Regions from separate parts of the Mus musculus genome. Here regions 2 and 3 are each linked to region 1. A link is a contact called in public HiChIP or PLAC-seq and Micro-C data. All regions are on one chromosome and are shown on one strand. Each heading gives the region's core, a stretch centred on a gene start, on an enhancer-like site or on the middle of the called end of the contact. The rest is flanking DNA. Distances are from core to core; before and after follow the strand shown. Region 1 has its middle 31 kb from the start of Nfat5. Region 2 holds the start of Terf2 (telomeric repeat binding factor 2). Region 3 holds the start of Nqo1 (NAD(P)H dehydrogenase, quinone 1).

Evidence for each region. A called contact is a pair of places that touch in the nucleus more often than the background predicts. HiChIP or PLAC-seq counts read pairs in DNA pulled down with a chosen protein or histone mark.
Region 2: a contact with region 1 is called in an H3K27ac HiChIP or PLAC-seq map of embryonic stem cells, with 6 read pairs. The contact joins the promoter of Terf2 here to the enhancer-like site in region 1. A contact is called at or near these places in 10 of 39 promoter capture datasets (the 3T3-L1 cell line, 3T3-L1-derived adipocytes, cranial neural crest and 4 more), 12 of 115 datasets of contacts at active chromatin or transcription factors (bone marrow-derived dendritic cells, effector CD8 T cells, embryonic stem cells and 3 more) and 3 of 9 other capture datasets (adipose tissue, liver and pancreatic islet).
Region 3: a contact with region 1 is called in a Micro-C map of embryonic stem cells, with 4 times the contacts expected there. The contact joins the promoter of Nqo1 here to the enhancer-like site in region 1. A contact is called at or near these places in 1 of 484 Hi-C or Micro-C datasets (embryonic stem cells), 2 of 115 datasets of contacts at active chromatin or transcription factors (effector CD8 T cells and embryonic stem cells) and 2 of 9 other capture datasets (adipose tissue and pancreatic islet).

What each region holds. Positions count from the first base shown.
Region 1 is chr8:107,260,284-107,265,156 of GRCm38.p6, forward strand. It overlaps the pseudogene Rps18-ps3. Among named protein-coding and RNA genes, the nearest start is that of Nfat5, 31 kb to the right of the region's middle. Within about 2 kb of position 1,963, at least 4 of the 459 cell types and tissues checked have an H3K27ac peak or open chromatin away from gene starts, as enhancers often do. A contact at or near this core is called in embryonic stem cells, where this site is marked.
Region 2 is chr8:107,094,340-107,099,212 of GRCm38.p6, forward strand. Terf2 (telomeric repeat binding factor 2) reads right to left here and starts at 2,209. Exons shown (of 10, transcript NM_001371065.1): 1 at 1,783-2,209; 2 at 1,590-1,685; 3 at 483-613. The coding sequence starts at 2,170. It overlaps Mir7075 (microRNA 7075), which reads right to left and starts at 1,767; the gene lies at 1,686-1,767.
Region 3 is chr8:107,401,023-107,405,895 of GRCm38.p6, forward strand. Nqo1 (NAD(P)H dehydrogenase, quinone 1) reads right to left here and starts at 2,183. Exons shown (of 6, transcript NM_008706.5): 1 at 2,044-2,183. The coding sequence starts at 2,050.

The sequences.
Region 1 (4,873 bases), core at 713-3,212:
TATGAACCACGATGTGTGAGGATCGAGGCTGTGAAATGATTTGGTGGAGGTTTTTTTTTTTTTTCTTTGAGATTAAAATATATGGTTTGTTTGCAAAGCTGCTTTGAAACACTTGGCGCAGATGTCTTAAAGCCAAATGCAGACACCTGACTTGCAATCCTTGCTCAACGGGTTTTTGAATTGTGATGTTTGGATGCAACAGCTCTCTTTTGGGAGCTCATTTTCCTGGACTAGAAGATGGGGTTGAGTATATCCCTCAGCAAATGTGGAGGTCCTAGAAGAACACATAGACGCACATTGTAGCTGACTTCAGACACACCAGAAGAAGCCATGGGATCCCATTACAGATGGTTGTGAGCCACCATGTGGTTGCTGGGAATTGAATTCAGGACCTCTGGAAGAGCAGTCAGTGCTCTTAACCGCTGAGCCATCTCTCCAGCCTGATGGCCTTGTTGGACATCAGTGGAAAGAGCGGCCCTTGGGCCTGAGGGGGTTTGATGCCCCAGTGTAGGGGAATGCCAGGGCAGGAAGGTAGGAGAGGGTGGGTGAGTGGGTGGGGGAGCACCCTCAAAGAAGCAGGGGGAGGGGGTTTCCAGAGGGGAGACCTGGAAAGGGGATAACATTTGAAATGTAAATAAAGAAAATATTCAATAAAATAATAATAATAATAATAATAATAGCTACAAAAATTTAAAAAAATAAGATTTGAGTATATATATATATATATATATATATGCATATATATATAAAGAACACATAGAAGTTCCTGATTGGGGTGAGAGTGGACTCAGGCAGCAAGAACCCTTTGTGTTGCTGGGGCAGTATCTAGTTTACAGCTCTGCTGGTGGGTGTGGACGTGAGGGTTTTTTGTTTTGGGGGTTTTTTGTTTTGTTTTTGGTAGAGGAGGGTGTTTGTTTGTTTGTCTGGAGGTGTGGTTCAGTTGAGGTCACAACAGGGCCCAACATCCTGAACTGCCAACCAGCTTGTGCGGAAACCTTGGCACTTTGTTCCTGTTTCCTCCCATTCAGAGGCCCTACCAGCAATGGCTGGCTTTATGATTCACCCAGAAGCCTCCCCCCCAAAACTCACTTCGACCATTTAAGGTGTGAAAATTCCATTCCTGGCAAGTGGTTCACATTGGCTTGGAGGAGAGGCCTGAGTGCTCTTCTGTGTTGTGAATTTTGTATTGGTTGAATTCTGAGGACTCCGTGTGCAGAACCCGTCACATGGGTTCACTATAATATTTTACAAAATACCAGGGACAGTAAGATGGCTCACTTGCCACCAAGCCTGGTTGACGGCCTGAACCCAATTCTTTGAACTTCAATTTAAGAAAGAAAGAAAGAAAGAAAGAAAGAAAGAAAGAAAGAAAGAGGAGGGGAGGGGAGGGGAGGGGAGAGGGGAGAGGGGACAGGGGAGAGGAAAGGAGAGGAGAGGAGAGGAGAGGAGAGGAGAGGAGAGGAGAGGAGAGGAGAGGAGAGGAGAGGAGAGGAAAGGAAAGGAAAAAGAAAAGGAAGAGAAAAGGAAGGATATGACTGTTCATAGTTTGGTGGAGGGAAAGGATTATTGTAGATAAAAGAAAGAACATAGTCACAGGCAGGGACATCTGAGAGAGTCCAGAGTGAATATGACAGGGTCATGAGAGGAGATGGGGGATCAGAGATGGGGGATCGGAGATGGTGAGAGCCAGACCGAAAAGCCAGAAGGTGAAGGGTAAAAAGGACCAGCAAGGACCAGCGTAGCCAAAATGGCTGGACTATATACAGAAGAGCAGCTGGGGGAAGGGCAGTCCAACCTCTGGGCTGGAGAATTTTAAGGTAGAGAATATGCCAGCCACACCCGTAACAGATAGGGACTGAAGCATGCTGGGAGAACCCGGTCGGCTTTGATATGTTAAATAAGCCATTTGTCCCGGGTTTGAGACCTAACAGAACCCACAAAATAAGAGGGAACTGCTTCCTGCACGTTGTCCTCTGACCTCTGCGTGTGCACTGGGGCACACCCTTGTGTTTCCTGATCTCTACATAGTATATCCCTCCCATCCGATGCCAATGGCAACCTAAAACACTTCTAGAATCACATTCATGATTTTCTAGGCAATCATGACTATTGCCTGCACAGCTTTCCTGTTGGCATAGACTAGAGGAAGAGAGGGATGCTGATCTTAGCTTGTGAGAGCCTTGTGCCAAGCTAAGGAGTCCCCTACCCCCACTCCCCATCCCAGACTGAGCCCTTCCCAGTATCTAATATGCAGAGCACATTCTGGCCTCTAACCTCCTGCCTCCTAAGCCTGGGGCATCCTGGGAACAGCATGGACTTGCTGTTTTCTTGCTGTGACTTTGGACTGGTTGCTGAATCTCTCTCTGAGTCTTAGTTACGGCATTTGCTTGGAATACCATTTTCAAACCATTGTTGGAAGGGTTTAATGAGGTACAATGTTCTTTAGATTCTTTTTTTTTTTTTCATAGGTATATAAACTATTTATTAACAGCAAAGGCCCAGAGACTCATTTCTTCTTGGATACACCCACAGTTCAGCCCCTGCGGCCAGTGGTCTTGGTGTGCTGACCGCGGACACGAAGGCCCCAAAAGTGGCGCAGCCCTCTATGGGCTCGAATTTTCTTCAGCCGCTCCAGGTCCTCACGCAGCTTGTTGTCTAGACCGTTGGCCAGAACCTGGCTGTACTTCCCATCCTTCACATCCTTCTGTCTGTTCAGGAACCAGTCTGGGATCTTGTACTGTCGTGGGTTCTGCATGATGGTGATCACTCGCTCCACCTCATCCTGCGTGAGTTCTCCAGCCCTCTTGGTGAGGTCGATGTCTGCTTTCCTCAACACCACATGAGCATATCTCCGCCCCACGCCCTTAATGGCAGTGATGGCGAAGGCTATTTTCCGCCGCCCATCGATGTTGGTGTTGAGTACTCGCAAAATGTGCTGGAACTTCTCAGGGATCACTAGAGACATGGCGGCGGCACAGACGGCGGCGTGTAGGCCTCCTGTGGAAGAGCTCTTTGGATTCTTATTACATTTATTTATGTACTTTTGTGTGTGTGTATGTATGTGGGCATGCCTGTGTCATGGTATGTAAGGATATGAAGGCCAGAGAACATCTTTCAGGAGTCGGTTCTCTGCTTCCATCCTTAGGTCCCTGGGATCAGACACAGGTCATAAGATGTGGCAGCAAGCACCTTTCTTTACCTTTACCCACTTTACTTGCTGGCCCAAGACATAATATTTTAAAACTTAGTATGTCTGAATAATACTCTAGAAAGAGACACACATGAGATAAATATGTATTTGAATAAATATACTCTAGAAAGAGACAAATGCAGTTTGAGTTTAGGGGCAGAATTGCAAAGCAGAAAAGAGAAGTTTTTTTTTATCTTGTTTTGGTAAGGTTTATTTATTTATGTTTCTTATGTATATGGGTGTTTTATCTGTATCCCTAAAGAGGGCATCCGAGCCTATGGGACTTCAGTTCTACATAGACAATTGTGAGCCTCTGTATGGGTGCTGGGAATTGAAGCCGCAGTCTCAGGAAGAGCAGCCAGTCTCTTCAGTCATCTCTGCAGCCACCAGAAAGGAGAGATTTTTAACTCTTTTAATTTTTTTTTATTAAACTTTAAGCCCAATGTGGTGGCCTGCTCTGTTAATAAGGTCTTTGTGATTTGGAGCCCAGCCTGGTCTACATAGACAGTTCCAGGCAGGCCAGTGCTACATAGAGAAGGCTGTCTCAATACATCCTCCCATTTAAAAAAATTTTTTTTTAAATTTGTGTTGGTGTGTATGTATGCATGTACACAGTTACCTTAGAGACCAGAAAAGGAAGTGAGATTTTTGTAGAGCTGCAGTCACAGGATGGCTGGAAGCTTCCTAACATGGGCACTGGGCGCCAGTTCTCATCCGCTAGAACAGCGAGCAGTAAATGGTCCTAACCACTGAGCCATCTCTTGAGCCCTTATAAGCACTTCTTAGTTGTTTGCATTTTTCTTTCAAAAGATTTATTATTTTTTTATTTTATGCACATGAACGTTTTGCTTCTGTATGAGAATGTGCACTGAATGCCCGGTACCCGAGGAGGCCAGAAGAGGGTGCCAGAACCCCCAGAACTGGAGTTAAGGATTGTTGTACGCTACCAGGTGGGTGATGAGAACTGAGCCTAGCTCTTTACAAGATCAACAAGTGCTCTTAACCACTGAGCCATCCATCTCTCCAGCCTTTTCAAATTATTTTAATGCGACCTTTTTAAAAAATCAAACAAACAAACAAAAAACCAATGACTTTAGAGTAATTTTGTATCTATAATAGCAATACAAAAATCACACACACACACACATCTCTTATCCAGATCCTCTATGTTAATATCCTACATAACATTTGTCAAAACAAAGAAGCCAGCTAAACAAAGCTCATCTATCCTCTCAGCACGTGGGAGGCTAAGGGAGAAGGATTTCAAGTTCAAGACCAGCTTGGGCTACACAGTGAGACCCAACCACCCACCCAACCAACTAAACAGCAACAGTAACAAAAACAACAAAAGTCAACAAAACTCTACTAAAAAAACACCCAACAGAGTGCGTTATTAACATAATTGAAAATGTCATTGGTTCTTTCCAGTAATACCACTTATCTATTCCTGTATACCATACTGCATTGGGATATACTTGTAATATGTGTGTGTGTGTGTGATATATTAAATAATATATCATATTGCTTTTTGCTCCCAAAAGGTAAAAAAAAGAAAAAAGAAACCAGGAAGTTTGAGGATGATTCTGATTTTTTTATAGCTATGCAATAGTTTCACCACGATACTCAGACCTCCATAATCCTGTTAGTAAAAGAAGTTGGGAAGTCGGGTGTGTGGGTCATGCC
Region 2 (4,873 bases), core at 959-3,458, 170 kb before region 1:
GCTAGCTCTGTCACTCTGTCGCTCTGTCACTCTGTCGCTCTGTCACTCTGGAGCTCTGTCTGTGCTCTGTCTCTTCTCTGGTTGACTCTAGTCTAGTGCAGGAATGATTCCTTAAGTCTTCCTTTCAGCAGTCAAAAAACTCAGTCCCACATTTCCCAAGGCCCTAACCATTCCTTTTGGCTTATTACAGACAATGGCAACCAAACCTAGGACCACAGATACTTGGGGGGCCTCAGTGCTCCTCAAAGGTACAAACTTCCAAAACCGTCTTCAACGTCAACCACTTCCCAAGGCCACAAAAACAACCCAAACCACAGAGCTATCCTCTCCACAGCTAGAGGGCTTACTACTTACTCTGTCTGTCTCTCCCTCCACCTGCTCTTCCCTCTACCCACGCAGAAAAGATTCCACAAGGAGTCTGCAAAGATCCCTGACTTCTGCTAGACAATAAAATAAAATAAAATAGTAAAAATGTGTCTTACAGCCTCCTTGACCAGTTTTCTGCTGGATTCAACCATAGAGTCTGTCAGTGTGAACTCTGTTTTAATCATCTCCAGCACATTGATAGCTGATTCCAAGGGTGTGAGCTCAGCCTCCATATCAAAGGAACAGTCTAGGACAAAACACAGTTTCCACTTTAAGCTCTTTGCTAAGGAGGAGCAAACATGTCCAAAAAGTTTACATAGCTATTTATAAAGCATGCAAACACCACAAGACTCATTTGTACAAAGAACCATGCAAACCAGGCATTTAATCTCCTCACTCAGGAGGCAGAGGGCAGAGGCCAACCTGGTCTACACAGTGAGTTCAACAGCTATGGCTATGTAGACTCTTTTAAGACTCTGTCATTAAAAAAAAAAAAAACTAATAATATAAAAGGGCCATACAGACCCAGTAAAGTTTGCATTTATTTGTTTATGTCCTTGATATATGGTTCAAATTCCAATCAACATATTTCTTTTTTGTTTTTCAAGACAGGGTTTCTCTGTGTAGCCTTGGCTGTCCTGAAACTGGATCTGTAGCCCAGGCTGGCCTCGAACTCAGAAATCCACCTGCCTCTGCCTCCCAAATGCTGGGATTAAAGGTGTGCACTACCACTGCCCGGCTGGCTTCAACGTATTTTAAGTGACTATCTTTCAATACTTTTTAATACAGCTCAATTATAACATATATGTTTGCCTCCAAAATCCAGAATAACACAACTTCCTCAGATACAAGGGGCCAACAATGAAGAGAGTTTGTTAAGTAGCTGCCAAGTTCAACTTGTGTGTGGATGGGAGAGTGTTCCCACTTTACTATTTGGAGGAAGAGGGAGAAAGATGTGTCCTTATTGACGTAACTTACTTGTAGCAATAAAAATGGGTGTGCAATTAACAGGTGGGAGAAAACAAAACAAAAGACAGCCAAGAAACTTTAACTGGAGAAAACCGGAATTAGAGAATTCAACCACTGTTGAATGAAAAAGCCCTCCGCGGTGGAACCAGTAGTGCACTTTAACCCGGAATCTTTCAGTTCCGGATGTTAAGTTTGAAAATAACAAAACCCTACGTAAGTAAGCCCAGAAAAGAACACACAAAAAATAGCCGTACCTAAATTTTCTCCTTCTTCAATGCGCGACAGACACTGCATAACCCGCAGCAACCGGGACACCGTATGCTCCTTCCCCAAGGGCCTGACAAGCAACGCTGGGAAAGAAGACATGGTTGGCTCCGCGAGCCCCGGACCCCAAGTCATGCCCCCCAAAACCATGTCCTCCTCCCCGCGGCCCGAGCCGGCTCTCACCCTGCATGATGTCCCGGATCTGCCTGAAGTCCCGGTACCGGCTACTCCGAAAGGCCCGCAGCGCCTCGTGGAAATAGAACTTGAGCACCCAGCGGTTGACCGCCTCCTCCAGGCGAGCTTCCCCCGCGCCCCGCTCGGCCGCGCCTCCCAACCCTGGCTCGTGTCGCCCCCGTCGAGCCCGCCCGCCGCTGCGCGATGCCCGTCGGCTCGCCGCCCGCCCGCTGCTATCGCTGCTCCCGCCTCCTCCCGCCATCGTGTTCGACCGCCGCTCGCCCTCCCCGCCCTCCCCGCCCTCCCGACTGGGCCGTTTCCTTGGCTGTGACGCCATCGGGTCACGCACAACGCCCGGGCCGGAAGCAGGGCCCGCTGTCCCGGCTCCCGCAGCCATGATACCGACGGGGTTCCGAGCCGCCCGCGGGCTTCTGGGAGGGAAAGGACCGAGGCGGCGGGGGGTCTACCCACCTCCTCGGCATCCGTAGTTCCTCTTGTGTCTGCTGCAATGCTTGCTGGGGATTGGAGTCCACACAGCCCAGCCAGGCGCGCTATTTTGAAGACTACGCTGCAGACTTGGGACAGTGTAAAGAATATGAAAAATAAGCGCGTGCATAATGTTAGACATTTCGCAAATTGTGAAAAGCAGTACAGTAGAAAGAAATTACTTTGTTTTGTTTTGACACAGAGTCTCACTGTGTATCCCTGGTTGGCTTGGAACTCAAGACATAGAACTCTGCCTCTGTGTTGCAGTGCTGAGATAGTGCCAACATGGCCAGCCTTTTTTTTTTTTTTTTTTTTTTTTACTTTTTTTCTTTTTAAAACATAGGTTTGTTCTGGGAATCAACGGAGGTCCTCGCCATTCTAGAGCAAGCACTTTATCAACCGTGCACTGTCCCCAGCCACCTAGTAAAAATGTATTCTAAGACAGGCCCTGCAAAGTTACCCAGGCTAGTTTTGAACTCATGTCAGAGCCCATCCACAACATGGCTTTGGAGCCACTCTCTAAAGCAATCCTAGCTATGGTAATCCAAGCTGCTTGGTGATTCCAGCCTGTTTGCCTTACTTAACAGGAGCTAAACTATCTGCCTTGATATCCTGACAGGTCTGCTTCTTATTGTGTAAACCTTGAACAAGTTACTTCTCCGTTTGTGTACCTGTGCCCCTTTCTGTCAAGTGGACATCGTGAGGATTGTATTAAAATGAACTGAGTTACTATTTCTGGTTCCTGTAGCTCAGGGTTCAACAAATTGTGTGTGTGTGTGTGTGTGTGTGTGTGTGTGTGTGTGTATACACAGAGATCCAAGGATAACTTTTAGAAGTTGGTTTTTGCCTTTCATTATGTGGATCCTAGGGACTGAAATCAGGTCATCTGGCTTAGTCTCTGGCAAGCATCTTTATCCACTGAACCATCTATCTTGTTGCTCCTGGATTCCAATTGCTTTTCATGAACTCATCCAGAGCATGCTTGGACAATCTATTTTTGTTTACAAAAAAAAAAAAAAATCTGATTTTTAAGTTTGGTGCAGTGGTCCATGTCTTTACACCCAGTGTAAAAGTTATAGCTCTGAGGGGAAAGTATCTTGGCAGTCAAGAACCAAGGAATATCACAAAGTCACACTATACGACAAACCTCACACACAAGAAATTTACTGGGAAGGAAGGAAGACTCAGGCTCAGGCGAGAGGCAGCTGGATACTGAGTAGAAGGCAGGGTTTATGTGGGGTTTCTTGGGGTGAGAGTGGAGCAGGGCAAGTTTTCAAGTCCAGAGCTTGAGTTTTTTTACTCTGTAGGGTGAGGGCTGGCTGGGTCCAGCCATTAGAGTGGTTAGAGTGTTCTGTGGATGGAACTGGTGGTTGGAGCTCCTCAGGGGCGAGGCCTGGCAAGGGAAGGTTTCTCTCTAAAAAGTATTACATCTGTGCTTCAGCAAGGGGGAGGTTGCCACAGTGGAAGGTGTTACACCTCTGTTCTGGGAGGTATCCTGTCAATCAGGGGACAAAGAACTCCACAAAATCACACTGTACAACAAATCTCACACAAGAGATGTGTTTGGGAGGGAAGACCCCAAAAGGGTGGCTGCCTCTGCTTGGGTAAAAAGCAGCAGTGAACTGAAGGAAGACTTTATATAGGGTTTCTTGGGGGGTGGGAGGTGGAGCTTCCCAGAGTGGACAGTTCCAGAATGGGGATTGGTGGGATTTCAAGGAAGTGTGGCATTGTGAAGGCAGGGTTTTGAGATCTTAAATGCTCAAGTTACGCCCAATATGAAACACATCCAGTTTCCTTCTTGCAGATCAAGATGTAGAATTCTCAGCTCTTTCTCCAGCACTATGTCTGTCTGGATGCTGCCACACTTCCCACCATGATGGGAATGGACTATACCTCTTAAACTGTAAATCAGACCCAAATTAAATGTCTTCTTTTATAAGAGTTGCCTTGCGGGCTGGAGAGATGGCTCAGAGGTTAAGAGCACTGATTGCTCCTCCAGAGGTCCCGAGTTCAATTCTCAGCAACCACATGGTGGCTCACAACCATCTTGTAATGGGATCTGGCAGCATCTTCTGGTATGTCTAAAGACAGCTACAGTGCATTCATATAAGTAAAATAAATAAATCTTTACAAAAAAAAAGTTGCCTTGGGCTGGGCAGTGGTGGTGCATGCCTTTGATCCCAGCACTTGAGAGTCAGAGGCGGGTGGATCTCTGAGTTCGAGGCTAGCCTGGTCTACAGAATGAGTTCCAGGACAGCCAGGCCTACACAGAGAAACCCTGCCTCAGAAAAACAAAACAAACCAACCAAACAAACAAGCAACAACAACACAAGAGTTGCCTTGGTCACGTCAATAAAACTCTAAGACAATATATGTACAAATTTAGGAAGCCTCAGTATCAGGATCCCATGTGGGCCCTCTAATGGCCCGAATGTCAGTTGTTCCTCCCTAGAGTCCCTCCTCTACCATCCTGCTCTCCACTTAATCCTCCCACTCCAGTCTCCTTCCTCTCTCCATAACAACATACTCTATATTCCCTTCCTTGCAAAATCCCCCTCCCCAAGTCCTTTATTAGGTATCTAACCCCTGTGGTTACATGGACTCTAACACTCAT
Region 3 (4,873 bases), core at 933-3,432, 140 kb after region 1:
ACCTCCATCAGACTGGCCCATAGTGGCCTCCATCAGACAGTGGCCTCCATCAGACTGGCCCATAGTGGCCTCCATCAGACAGTGGCCTGTAGTGGGTGGCATTTTCTTGATTAGTGATTGATTTGGGGAGGGTCAGCTCCCTGTGATTGGTGTCACCCTTGGGCAGGTGCCACTCACTGGGTTGTGTGAGAGAACAGGTTGAAAAGGTCACAGAGAGCAAGTCAGTAAGCAGAGTTCTCCTGCTTCAGTTCCCACCTCCAGGCTCCTGCCTCCATTTCCCTTGGTGACGAACTAGGACCCGGAACTGTCAGCTGAAACCCACCCTTTCCTTCTCCGCTTGCTTTTGGTCGGCGTTTCCTCGCAGCAACAGAGAGCAGACTAGGTTGCCAGTATTACAGCCTATGGGCGTCATTTTTCTGTTTTACTTTTTATTTTGTCAATCTTCTACTCTAATTTGTAAATTAAATTTAGCCTGGCCTGGACACACACCTGCACTGGGGCGCAGAGGCAGGAGGTTCAGGTGTTCAAGGTCAGCCTAGACCAAATCGAGTTTGAAGCTAGTCTGGCCATAATGAATGAGTGGATGAACGGATGGATGAATAAACAAACACTGAACTGAACCGAACACAAGTGTGGGAGTGTAAGATAAATATGATAATGCTTGTGCTCTGTGCTGTCTGCGGCTGCAGTGGAGGGGGCTTGGAACATTTATCCCTCATGCATAAATGGAGACCGAAGCAGACACAGCCTTACCAGCTGTTGAAAACCCTCCCTCGCTGGCTCTCCCAGCAACTCATCGCAGAGCTTAGAGAACACTGGGATGACCCTGTACAACGGCAGAAGCATCCTTCCCTCCCTCTGTGCTTTTAGCAAGGCGAGATCCTGAGTGCATTTGCAGAGTCTGAAATAGTTTTAAAGGGAAAGGAACTCCAAAAAGTTAAGTCCCGCCCCAACAGAGGAAACACCTAAACCTAATTGCTGCCCAGAACTCAGAGCCAGGCCCTGTTGGGAAGTACTTAGCCCTGGAGGCTACTTGGCCAAGAACGCAGTAGATGCCAGTCAAACACTAGACAATAATGTGGTGGTAACTGCCAAGGACTCTCCCCTGCCTTCCCCTGGGCTGATGGCAAAGTGAGGAGACTGTCACAAAAATGGACCAATTAACAAATCGGATTTCCTGCTCCAGGGTCACAGTAGAAACTTTCCAGAGCCAGGTAGACTGGAATTAGGCTCCGATTCTGTTACACTCCTTCTCAGCTACGCTCCCTGTACCCATCTCCACATCTTCCCGTTTTGTTTCACAAAGTGGTGATACCCCTTTTAAAAATCTGCGGTTTGGTTTGTTAGTTTGTTTGAGACAGTCTCTCTTCATTATGTAGCTCTGACTGTCCCGAAACTGGATCTATAGACCAGGCTACCTTGGAACTTAAAAGAAATTTGCCTGCCTTTGCCTCCAGGGTGCCACCAAGCCCAGCAGTGGTCCCTGTAAATTGCCTGCTTGCATTTCTAAATGTTAGCAACGTATTTCCAAATGGTTAAATACTATCTGGCCTAGGTTGGGGATGTGCACAGAGCTCAGGTGGTAGAGAGTTTGTCTAGTATGCAGGAAGTCCTGGTTTCAATTCAATTCCCAGAGCCGTAGAAATCAGGCGTGGTGATATGCACTTAGAATCCTGGCACTTAGGCAGTGGAGGCAATAAGACCCCAAGTTCAAGGCTATCCTTCACTATACAGCAGCTTTAAGGCCAACCTAGGACACATGTTACCCTTTTTCTAAATAGTCCAAACGCGGTACAGGGAGTGGCAGCTCTGTTAAGGAACGGTGTAGAAGGGGCAATGCTAGAGTTGCCCACGGGTGAACTTGGGCTGCAGAATAATCTGCATCGCTGGTTCTGAGAAGAAGTTCTCCTTCCAGAGACTAACCGAGGCTCATCCAGGTTCCTAACCACCTCACTTTTCCTCTTTGAGGCAAGGAACAAAACTCACAGCCAGCCCCTACATCCTCCTCAGAGTAAATCAGACTGGAGTTGGCGCCACACTCACCCGCCATGGCTCCAGATGTTGAGGGAGGATCGTAATACCGAACGCTGATTGGCTGAGCAGCTGGTTGCCAAGACGACCCTAAAGCTCTTCGGAGAGATCCTTAGGGCTGGCTACAGGCTAGGCTAGTAAGAGCTGAGCCTTGGGGTATGGGCTGAGCGAAGGCTTTATATCCTGCTTATGCCCGCCCAGCCCACTGTGCAGAGCAGCCAGCGAGGGCGGGGCTGGACTCCAGAACCCAGAGGCATCTTGGGAAGATACCAAGTTTTTGGCAGGGAGAAGCAGTTTGGGGCTGGACTAGGACTCCTGTATATGGAAGTCAAAAGGGTTCCCCGGGAGCAAGGGAGTGAGAGAGAATTTGAGGATATGGGGACATATTGAATAAATTCATCTGCTCCCTGTCCCAAGACCTCCTGGGTACAAAATGGAAATTTCCAACAGAATTTTTCGAGCTTCGTGGGACCTGCCTACATAATCAGCCTGTGTAGATTAGTCCTCACTCAGCCGTGGGAAGTCACCTTTGCACGCTAGGGGAAGGGTGGGGCAGCAAAACGGATGGGCTCAAATTTTGCCGACTCACTGTGACTCTAGACTGAAAGTTCAGAGAGACTTGTCCTCGTGTGAAATGAATTCGTGCTGCGTTCTGCTCTTAGAAACTGCAAAAACTGCTCCCTGGGTATACACACTTGGGTCTCCTCAACTTTGCCCCCGGTGACCAGGTAACGGGGAACTCATCTGTGCGACTCTCTAGGAAGCCAGAGCAAAGCTGGCAGGAGACAGCAGCCACAGGGAAGTGTTTCTCTGTGTAGCCCTGGCTGTCCTGGAACTCACTCTGTAGACCAGGCTGGCCTCGAACTCAGAAATCCACCTGCCTCTGCCTCCCAAGTGCTGGGATTAAAGGAGTGCGCCACCACGACTAGTACATGCTTTTAATCCCATCACTTGGGTGCCAGAAGCAGGCAGATCTCTGAGTTTAAGGCCAGACTGGTCCACATAGCTAGTGCTAGAACAACAGCCAGGGCTACATAGGTGAGACCCTGTCTCAAAAACAGAGAAAGAAAGAAAAAGGGTTGGAATAAAGACCCTACATGTATGTGTGTGCCTTGGTCAAGCTCCCAAAGTAGGGTAGACATTATAACAGATTGCCATCATTAAAAGAGCTCAACTTTCCTGTTATCTGATAAATTCTGACAGTGAGGGAAAGACACACGTGCAGTCTCCTGTGGTGACAGGCTAGTGACAGCCCTTGTGATGGATCTCAGTGGAGTCTCATTCCGGTTAGGGCAAAGCCGAAGTAACACAATGGGCTATAAGAGGGAAGAAAGAAATATCAGCTGCAGCAGGCAAAGAGACCAAGGACAATTTTTAAAGCAACGCACTTCCCAAACAAAGAAAAGGTGAGAACTTATTAGGGAGGCAGATTCTTGTTCCTATGGGGGAGGTACTTTGGGGAGGGTACATTCCTGCACATGCCCAGTTTGCACCACAAAGCTTTATCTGGAAATAAAAGGATACCCTGAAGGTTTCTTAACACAGGGACCCTTGACCCTTGAAGGCTTGGCCTTGCTTAACTACTACAGTTGAAGATACGTGAGACCTCATTTCAAAAATCAAAAATAGGAGCTGGGGATATAGCTTCATCAGGAAAGGCTATCTGCTTTCTCACTGGATGCTGTGTGACCAGGCAGCTTCGTCTGCGATGTCAGACTCTCCTCTCAAACAACGTGCTAAAGTAGTTTCCACAGGCTGCTTCTGTCTCAGCATCAGACAAATACCAAACACACCACACTACAATGTTCAACATTGGGTTTTCTGGTGTTTCCTTACAGTTTGTGCCTGAGGGTCATCTCTCAGCTGTAAAGAAATACCAACATAAAAACCACAGTTTATTCCGGAGCCATTTTGAGTGGCCACGGCCTGGGAACACCAATATAGGGTACCCCAAATTTTATGTTCCAATGTGGGTGCAGCCTCACAAGATTTTTACAATTTACAGAACAAAGTAATAAGTTAAGGCGACTTTAAAGTACGTTGGTGGGAACCCTGGAGAGGTGGGTACACTGGAGAGGTGGGTACATCGAGATGGGGGGGTGGGGTTTATGGTCCAAGATGCTATCTGATGACACTCTCAGCTCTTGGATTGGCAGAAGTGACACTGCCATAGTCACTGGAAACAGAAGAGTCACAGAGTCAGCTCGCCTGTTTGACACAGTTCCAGCCAAGCTGAGCCGAACGAATGCGGCAATCGCTGTCCTTCTGTCTGTCTCTCGCTTTTAGGTTTTGGTCTCTGTGTGTTTTGTTTTGGGAGCTTTCTGCATTATGAGTCATTTTTAAGTCTTTTTCCAAGGAAAAGTATGTCTGAGTCTTTTTAGGAAAAGCCTAAAATGAGCTTTATCTGGCCACTGTTTGGATGTCTCCCTCATGGCCTGGAGATCATTAAGCTCAGATAAACACGTAACTAGATGAAGCCATTACTCCAGGAATCTTCTTGGGGTGTCTACCCCTGAATAAACTCAAACAGTCTGATTAGTGCAGGGTAAACAGAGACAACCGACAAACTCTGACTGGCCAGGAGAAAAGGGGACAGATTCAAGGCCTTCTTTTACAATATGCTTAGAGATTACTGAAAATGTAAGATAGCGAGTCATACAGGGCATACCCCTGGAGGAATAGCACTCGGAAAATAAGGGAGATTGACTACACGTTCTCTACTGTATAGCACAGATGAGGAAACATGTAATAAGTTAGGTATTAATGTTTGCTATTCATAGAAAGACCAGTTCAGATATCTTCTGTTTGTCTGAAGTGCTTTCAGACTGCAAACACTGCCACC